Regions from separate parts of the Anser cygnoides genome. Here region 2 is linked to region 1. A link is a contact called in public Hi-C data. All regions are on one chromosome and are shown on one strand. The core of a region is the stretch at or near the end of the contact, and the rest is flanking DNA. Distances in the headings are between cores, read along the strand shown. Region 1 overlaps CMIP (c-Maf inducing protein). Region 2 holds the start of CMIP (c-Maf inducing protein).

Region 1 (4,248 bases), core at 1,654-4,153:
GGTGAAAGGCGTCACAGTGATGTCACCACCCTATTTCACCACACACCGGGCCCAACGAAATAACAATGCGGCTCACGTCCTTCAGTCACGGCTGGACCAAGTCTTGCATCCAAGGATACGTTGTTCTTTGGCCTCTGATCTAAGTCCTCCGATGAGAATATCGATAGTTGCTGTGAAACCACGGTTATCTGGCATTTTGTTTGAATTTTTAGACAGCACAAATACCTGGGGACAGGTGCACAAAGAGTCAGAGCTGGTGTGACTGCGGCGCCTAGTTTCCAGCTCTAACCAAAAGGTGCCTGTGTGCAGAAAAGGCATTCCTGGAGAGAACAAACCCTGCATCAGGTGTGACCTGACGCGCACAGACACAAAACCACAATGATATCCCAACTGCGAAATCAGTTAATTCACTTGCACCCGTGATGCTTTAACATCTTCTGGGTAGTTACAAGAAGAAAGCTTAAAAAAAAAAAAGAAAAAAAAATCCCAAACATGTAATTCAGTCTTAAATATAACACCAACTTCCCTGGATCCTGAGACACACTAGAAGCCAGACAGGCAGTATCAATGCCAGTAGAGATCAATACTCCCACAAAATAGTGTTATGCTGTGCCTAGAAAGCAGAGGGAGCAGTAATAGATATCTAACACAAAAACACCCAACCCTTCAAGAATAGCTGTGCGAGTAGTAGCAATGATTGTACCATACGTACAAGTAATTACTGTCAGGACTCCATCTGGATCCGAAGTTTGGCGACTGTTTTACTAGCAGAAGAATCCCCAAGTTAAAACTGAATTTTGAGCTATGAGCCAGCGCCTCCCTGAAATTCTCTTTTCTCCTTCCTGTACAGCCACAGCACCGACCTAAGGATGTTTTTTTGGTTCCACATTCTCATACAGCAGGAGAATTCTGATTCACCCAAGAAATTTTAATTCAGAGGTACAAGCAGTATTATTTTTAGCACAAACAATGCCACTTTTCAGTTCTGAACTGTTCTATAGCAGCCTTTTTTTATTCACAATAAATATAAGAAGATAAAAATAAAAGCAAATAAACATGAGATCTAGGCTTTGCTCTCTCAGACCCTGACAAAAAAAAAGCAGAAGCAAGCCCCACACAGCTTTAAAGCCAGGGCTTTCAGGTGAAAACATGGAGATTCAGGTTCAAGCTTTGTTCTGTCCAATTTCCTGTCTTTTATAAAGGCCTTATTAGTGCACAAATGAGATCATGCAGGAGGAGCTAATTAACTGTCCTTTCCCACTGCCGCTCACCCTGCAGTCACTTACCTATGTAGAAATGTCCTCAGAACAGAGGATCAAACCCAGGCTCCTTCAATCAGCAAATTACCCTGCCCAAACTATAGCCTCTTCTTTTAGAGGGCATTCTTTCCCACTACCAACTGCTAGTACTGCTCCTCATTAGTCACTGGCTGAAGGGGAACATAAGAAAGCCCTACCCAACTGAAGTAAAAAAAAAAAAAAAAAAAAAAAAAAAAAAAAAAAAAAGTGGCAATAGAAATCAAGGTCCAAAAAATAAGTTTTCAGGTCCGAATAGACTTCTATCCCACTCCAGTTGTAAGGTGCTTATTCCACCTTTGGCAGCAAAACCATCATCAAGGCCAGCATTACAATTCCCCTGCCATAACCTGGAAATTGTGCGGCATGGAGGCAAAGGAGCAGTCCAAACCTAATGGAAGGATTTAAAAAGCAAAAGAAAATTTATCATTTTTCTTTGATACTTCTACTCCCAGCGTGGAGCTTGTCATTTGGAGTGGCAGGTTTCAAGCAAATATAGCAAGGTTGACCAAGAGAAGCTGTTTCTAATACAAATTATTATTAATTGCTGCTTTTTTTTTTTCTTTTTTAATTGCCTTTTCCTCCCTGAAATTAGCTTGGGAACAGCTGACTACATTATTACATTTAGGCTAGGACTCTGCTTCTGAAGGCAGGAACACGCCACGGTCTGTAAAGCAAACAGAAACGAAGCTACAGTTCCACCTGCGCCGACTTTGTCATACTCGTGAGCTCAAGACGTAACTCAAGTTTCGTCTTAAGCCCGTACCGCTGGTAACTCATCAACCACTTCCTGCTGAGCCAGCCTCTCTGCTCGGCCAGCTCCCGGCCCGGCTCCCGATGTTTCACGCTGCAGTCACTCCTTGCTCCGCTCCAGCACTACGGCAGCAGCACCGACGTGACGACCGCACCGACGACAAGCCCAAAAAGGCACCGGATGATTAATGCTTTCATAACCTCTTGTGCAAAGAGCTGACGGCGTTTTACGAGGAAAAACTCAGGTAGAAAGAGAAAATAAATGCGTTTCTGAAGACTGCTCATGGGGTCAGCTACGAAGCAAAAATTTCTCATTTATCAGTCAGCAAAAGAGAAACTTGTTATCATCCGACATCTGAAGGTTACTCATGTCGCCGGAGATCTACTGCAAGTGACCAAAAGTAAACACTCAAAGGTTTCATGCTCAAGCAGAACCGATAACTGATTAACTTGAAATTGATTAATTAGAAAGGTGAACAGAGCTCTGCCTATTTTTGAGGAACTGTGATTAATTCTTCTCATGTACTGAGGGTTTGATACAAAATTATTTTTCTTCATGCATCTCAACAATTCTTTCTTTACCCCTCCGGCACTGTTCTTCATTGAAATCATACCCAATTTCTGCTTCATCTAAAATTAAATCAAACAGGAAATAATGTACATGTGTGTCCGTTATAGACCCTTCAGCGCCTGAGGAGTACGAGCTGGAGTTAAACGCAGTCAGCAAGGCTGGAGCTTGTCGGGACCAGATTCCCTCCGCCTGAGCATTGCTCGGACAAAAGGTTTGGTTAGGAGGAGACCACCCTGCCCGGGGAGCTCCAGCTCCATGAAGTCAGGATTTGGATGGTGGAGGGACAAATCCGGGACTGCAGGGGCAGGGGGGCCAGGGCAATGCTGTTTGTTTGGTTTTCAGCCACCTGCCAAGTTACCGTGCAGGTCAATACCTATGAATCACATTCTGAGACGTCACACAAAACCTGCTCAGAAATCAATACCACACAGGGATACGGTACCCCTGAGAAGGATTTAGCAGTCTTGTGTTTACTCCTCATCCGAAAAAGTTGCTCTGTTTTTATTCAAAGGTTGGTTTACTAACTATAACCGTGTCCTGCAGCGGTGAAAGACGGTGTGGCTTTTCCAGTAAAAATAGGGATAACTGGGACTATCTTCTGTTCTCATCAGAGAATTATCCTAGAAGTTGAAACGCTTGCTTATTTATTTGGCACGAACAGCCTTATCCAAGGACACATATTCTTCTACAAGGAAACAACCAACCTCAAAACACGACTGGAAAAATGCAATGTCAACACCATATTGTTTCCTGGACTGTTCTATATTAGGTAATACACTATTTTCATCTAGGATACACCTAAATTGTGTAATTACCACAGTACCTCGCCTAAAAACGGGAAGACGCCCACCCAAGGTCTATTGCTGTTCCAAGATGAAGGAAAGAAAAGGGCAAGCGTATTTGGCCAACACTGCTACCATCTTCATGGCTTTTTCATGACATAAATATAGCACAGAAGCAAACGGCAAGCACTCAGACTAGAGCCTGGAAGTGAACGTGAAAGAAAAGCTATATTTGATGGCATCAAAAAAGCATACCGTGGAGGAGAACGGAGATGAAAATAAAAGGGAAATACTACACGAGGCCATTGGATCAGACGGATCCATCACACAGGGCTAGGAAAAAAATGCTCCATGTGACCCGCTGCCTACACTGACCAAGAGATCACTGATTACTCTGACCACAAAGCTTCTGACAGAGGCCACCCTTGTGCTCTGCATCTGCACAGCCAAGAGTGCACAAGAGAACTACTCCAAGACGGGGCTCACCGACACACCATGGCGTAGGGAACACAAACACGACCCGATGAAACATTCCCACTGACAGTTCTGCACTGAAAACAAGTAGCCCTATCTCAGAAGCGTATGAAAATCTCAAGGGCTTCAGAGACAACTAAATGAGTTATTTCTAGCATGCAGGTCTGCCTCACATTAATCTGTTGTTGCATTAGTTGAACAACAAAAGCACTCCAGAGCTGCCAAATCTGAAAAACACACGCTACGGAAAGCCAAAGTCTTAGCAGAATGATTTTGTGGGAGGCCGAGGGATTATGAAACAATTCCAGTTTTGAGATCTTCCCAACAGCCCCAAAACCATTTAACAAACAAGTTAGATTTTTAACTTGTCTGC
Region 2 (4,319 bases), core at 332-2,831, 33 kb after region 1:
CAAAGACAGTGTGCCACATAATAAAGCATAACAAAGCACGGGTACTTCTGCGAACAACGCTATCTATGTGGTGAGTTAGCGCTGGAAAAAAAAATTGATAAGGCGCAAGACCAAGCACGAAGAGCCCTGCTCAACAAAATGGAGCCTGCACTGGTGCACACGGTGTTTTGGTATCTACTTATGTGCCTAAAACAATTAGGAATGACATCGCTTTAATTAAAAGCACCACCCTATGGGACTTGAGAAATGTTTTCAGGGGCGATTTCTCAGGTGACAGCTCTGCCAGAGAGCAGAGTTTGGCGTCTTCTGCACGAATACAACTTCATGCCTAAGTATTGCCACACTGCAGAGATTAATGTCTGAAGTACAATCACGCCTCACTCTGCCGGTATCCTTCTCTGCTCAGAAATCATCAGCCATGAATACTGCCGGGAAAACGCCTCATCCCCACCAATATTCAACTTCCCCTCCGCGCCGACGGCACCTCGATAAAACGAAGTGCTGCGAGACCGACCAGCGCTCGTGTCTTTGCAGGGCTTCCTCCTGCCTTTGCACAGCAGTTCCAGCAAGGAAGGGAAAATGTTCCCGCGGAAACATCCTCGGCAGCCCCCCGGGGGGAAGCGGGACGCGGGGATGTCGTTGTGGCACTGAAGGAGCTGCGTGAGGACGGGCGGCTGGCCTACCTGCCGGATGAAGGGGCTGCTGCTGATGGCCTGCATGGGCACCCCATGGCACGGTGCGGTGTCGGGAGACACGGACACGGCATGGTGTGGGGTCAGGGGACACGGACATGGCATGGTGTGGTGTCAGGGGACACGGCCACGGCACCCCATGACATGATGCTGGGGTACACAGCCACTGGGCATGATGAAACCCAGCTCTGCGTGCCGGCCGAGACCCGTTCAGCCACCCCATTAACCGAAAACCCCACAAAACCCGACCCGCGCTCCGGTGCCACGCGTGCCCTACATGACGGCATGTCACTGCACGACAAGCTAAACGAGGGGGGGTAAAGGAGCAGCCGTGCGATGCCCTGTAGCAAGGCCGGAATGAAACCATTGAGAAAAACGAGGCATTTACCCGTAAATCCCCAAAGGGCCGACGGAAGCCCGGTTACAGGAACCAGCGTGCGGTGCTCTCCGTGCGCTGCCAGGGCACGGAGCCGGGGCGCAGCCGGTCCCAGCTGCACAACCCAGACCCAAACCCGCACGTTCTCACCCCAAAGCCCTATCCCCCCCCCCCCCACACACCCCCGCGGTACTCACCGTGGCCGAGGCGACGCCGGTGTCCGCCAGGGTCAAGTGGTGCGGCTCCCAGCGGCGCAGGAACTTGGAGGTGAGGATCTTGCTGAGAAACGTCCGGGGGTGCCGGATGGCGCACACCTGGATGTCCCCCTCCTGCAGCAGCTTGTACCTCATGCCGTTGCAGTGCAGCGGGGGCCGGCGGCAGGGAGCTGCGCCCATTTTGGGGCCCCCCTCGGGCCCGGGTACGTCGGGGGGAGGCGGCCCCTTGCCCTCCTCCGCTGCTGCTGCTGCTGCCCGCGGTCGCCGCTGCCCCCGCCGGGGCCGCCGCTGCGATCCATGGGCAGCTCGGGGTGGCGGCGCCCGGCCCCGCGGAGGCGGGGGGGGGGGCGGGTTTGAATAAGAGAGATCCGAGGAGGCGGCGAGGTCAGGAAATTAAAAAAAAATGGGGAAAAAAAAAAGGGGGAAAAGGGGGAAAAAAGGGGGGAAAAGGGAAAAAATGTAAGGAAAAAAAAGGAAAAAATTGGAAAAAAAAATGGGAAAAAAGGGACGGAAGGGGGAAAAAAGGGGGGAAAAAAGGATGGGGAAAAGGGGGGGGGAAGGAAAAATGGGGGAAAGGGAAAAAAGAGGGGGGAAAAAGGAGGAAAAAAAAAAAAGAGGAAAAAAAAATCGCCGTGGGGGAAGGGATCCGCACACACCGCGGGGGTTAAGGGGAGAAGGGCAGCGGCCGAGCCCCGGCCTCAGAGTCGGCGGTCCGCCCCCCGGCGGGTCCCCCGGCGGCTCGCACGGCGCCACATCCACGCTGCCGGCCGGGCGGGCGCGGGGCGGGGGCGGCGGTGGTCCCGGCGGGGGCTGCTGCTGCTGCTGCTGGTAGTGCCGCTGCTGCTCGTAGTGCTGCTGCTGCTGCTGCTGCTGCTGGTGGCGGCGGCGGCGGTGCTGGTGCTGGCGGCGGGGGCTGCGGGGCGTCCGGCCGCGGCTCCTTCCTTCCCCCCGGGGCGGGCGCGCGCGTGCATGTAGGTGGGTGCGTGGGTGCCCGCGCGTGGCCGGGCGGTGCGGGGCGGGCGGGCGGGTTTGTGCGCGGGGAGGTCTCTGTGTGTGTGTGTGTGTGAGAGGGGTGTGAGATATGTGTGTGTGTGTGTGTGGCTGTGTGTGTGTGCGCGCTGTCCCCCGCGCGCGCCGCCGCCGCGGGAGGAGGAGGAGGAGGCGGCGAGAGGCTGCCGGCAGCGCTCGCTCCGCTCGCCGGAGCGGCTCCGGGCTCAGCCCATTGGCTGCGGGGGGGTCACGTGCGGCCCGCGCTGACGTCAATGGCCGCGGAGCCGCCGAGGGCAGCGGCGGCGGCAGCAGCGGCGGTGGCCGCGCGAGGTGCGCGGGAAGAGGCGCGCGCTGCTGCCCCCCCCCCCCCCTTTCTCCTCAGAGGGGCCGCGCCGTGACCGGGACGAGAACAGGGACTCGAGGGGACGGGGACGAAGAGGAGGAGGAGGAGGAAGAGGCCGGGGGGAGCCGCCCGGGAAGGGCGGAGGTGCGCGGCCACACACCTGCGCGCCTCACCGCGGCCGCCCGCCCTCCGCCATGAGGGGAAGCCCCGCGCGGCGCGGGCTGTGAGGAGCGCGTCGGGGAATAAATGGATTTTTTTTTTTTCCTCTCTTTCTCGTGGTAGACCTCGTTTTCTCGCAGCCCCCGCGCTGGCAGCAGCCCACGGACGGGGCCGTGGCCCTCAGACGGGTCCGGTGGCTTCGCTCTGGTGCGGTCACCTCAGAAAAGGGGCGGGAGAGCCCCGCGCCCGCCGCTCCCCTGAGGCACCTCGGCGGGGCCGTGGTCAGCGGGAGGCTGTGTCCTCCGGTAACCCGGCATCACAACGGCGGTATTCCCCCAAAAATAAATAAATGGGGAAAAAAATAACTCCCTTCCAGGACTTTTAGACCGCTTAGCAGCTTGGTGATGCTGCGTGCAACATGGATGCCGTAGCAAGAGACATCATATCATTTATGCTCAGTTTTTTTCTCATCATTTTAAAAGCCAAGTTGCTCATAGAACTCGGATCTTGTTTGCAGTTTCCCGATTGGAACCGACATGTTAGGACCAATAAAAAAAAAAATTACTTTTTATGTAATTAATACACACATTATTAAACAGTGCAACACACCACATCGGGTATTGCCAGGGTCACGAATTCAGGAGGAATTTACAGGGCTGTTTTACGCGATGCTAGCAAAACATTTGGAGAAAGTATAAACCTTCATGCTGAGGAGTTTAAACTCATCCCTAATTGAGGGAGGTTGGGAAAGGGAAGGTGTGCTGTGTGACGAGCAGATGGTTACACGGCGTGTACCTGCCGCTGGGTTTCTGGCAGCATCTCCCAGTGCAGTTCTCAAAGGAGAGGTCACGATGCCAAGCGAGGTGCCAGCAGCGGAGCCAGGAGCCCGCCCAAGAGAAAACTCTTTCATCTGAAACTCACGTTCGCACTGGGAGTCACACAAATCGTTGGAGAGGCGAGCTGCAACTAGAAGGGTTTGGAAGCTTTTTTGCCATAAAGCCTTTTGTACTGGCTGCTGTCAAAGACAACACCTGACTGGACGGACAGCAATTCCTGCAAGCATCGCACGTGTTGTTATAAAGCTATTGTATTGAAATAGGCTGGCATTTGACAGCAGAACTGCTGGTTAAACACTTTCAGGAGGGAAGGGGTTTGTAACCTATCAATTACTCGCAAACTCTAGGGATACTTTTGTTGAACGTTAGCATCAAAATTATTTATAAAAAGCTAGGAAGTCGAATGAGTACTCTTAAGTACCAGTTTATAGAATGATGCACAGAATTACACAATTTGGCTAAGGTTAGAAGAAAGGCACTCATTTAATGACATGAACGATACAACCAACAGGAAGACAAAAATCTCTTTTATAGAGATTCAATTTGTCAGTATCTAAGAGCCCTGGTAATTACATCCTGAACTTAAACAAACCGCCTGGTTATTATGCACCAAACACTACGAGCAGTTCCCACAGAGCTCCATATTCCATATACCGTGGGGGGTGAACGACGCGCACTTTTACAACGAAATTAAATCAGATCTACTCA

Evidence for each region. Hi-C and Micro-C count contacts between places; a contact is called where the count stands out from the background.
Region 2: a contact with region 1 is called in a Hi-C map of liver, with 8 times the contacts expected there. The contact joins the promoter of CMIP here to the enhancer-like site in region 1. A contact is called at or near these places in 3 of 7 Hi-C or Micro-C datasets (all in liver).

The regions. Positions count from the first base shown.
Region 1 is chr12:5,134,933-5,139,180 of Taihu_goose_T2T_genome, forward strand. The region is part of intron 2 of CMIP (c-Maf inducing protein); the gene reads right to left. Among named protein-coding and RNA genes, the nearest start is that of CMIP, 34 kb to the right of the region's middle. Within about 2 kb of position 2,904, at least 1 of the 3 cell types and tissues checked has open chromatin away from gene starts, as enhancers often do. A contact at or near this core is called in liver, where this site is marked.
Region 2 is chr12:5,169,666-5,173,984 of Taihu_goose_T2T_genome, forward strand. It overlaps CMIP (c-Maf inducing protein), which reads right to left and starts at 1,582. Exons shown (of 22, transcript XM_067004753.1): 1 at 1,526-1,582; 2 at 1,266-1,523. The coding sequence starts at 1,582.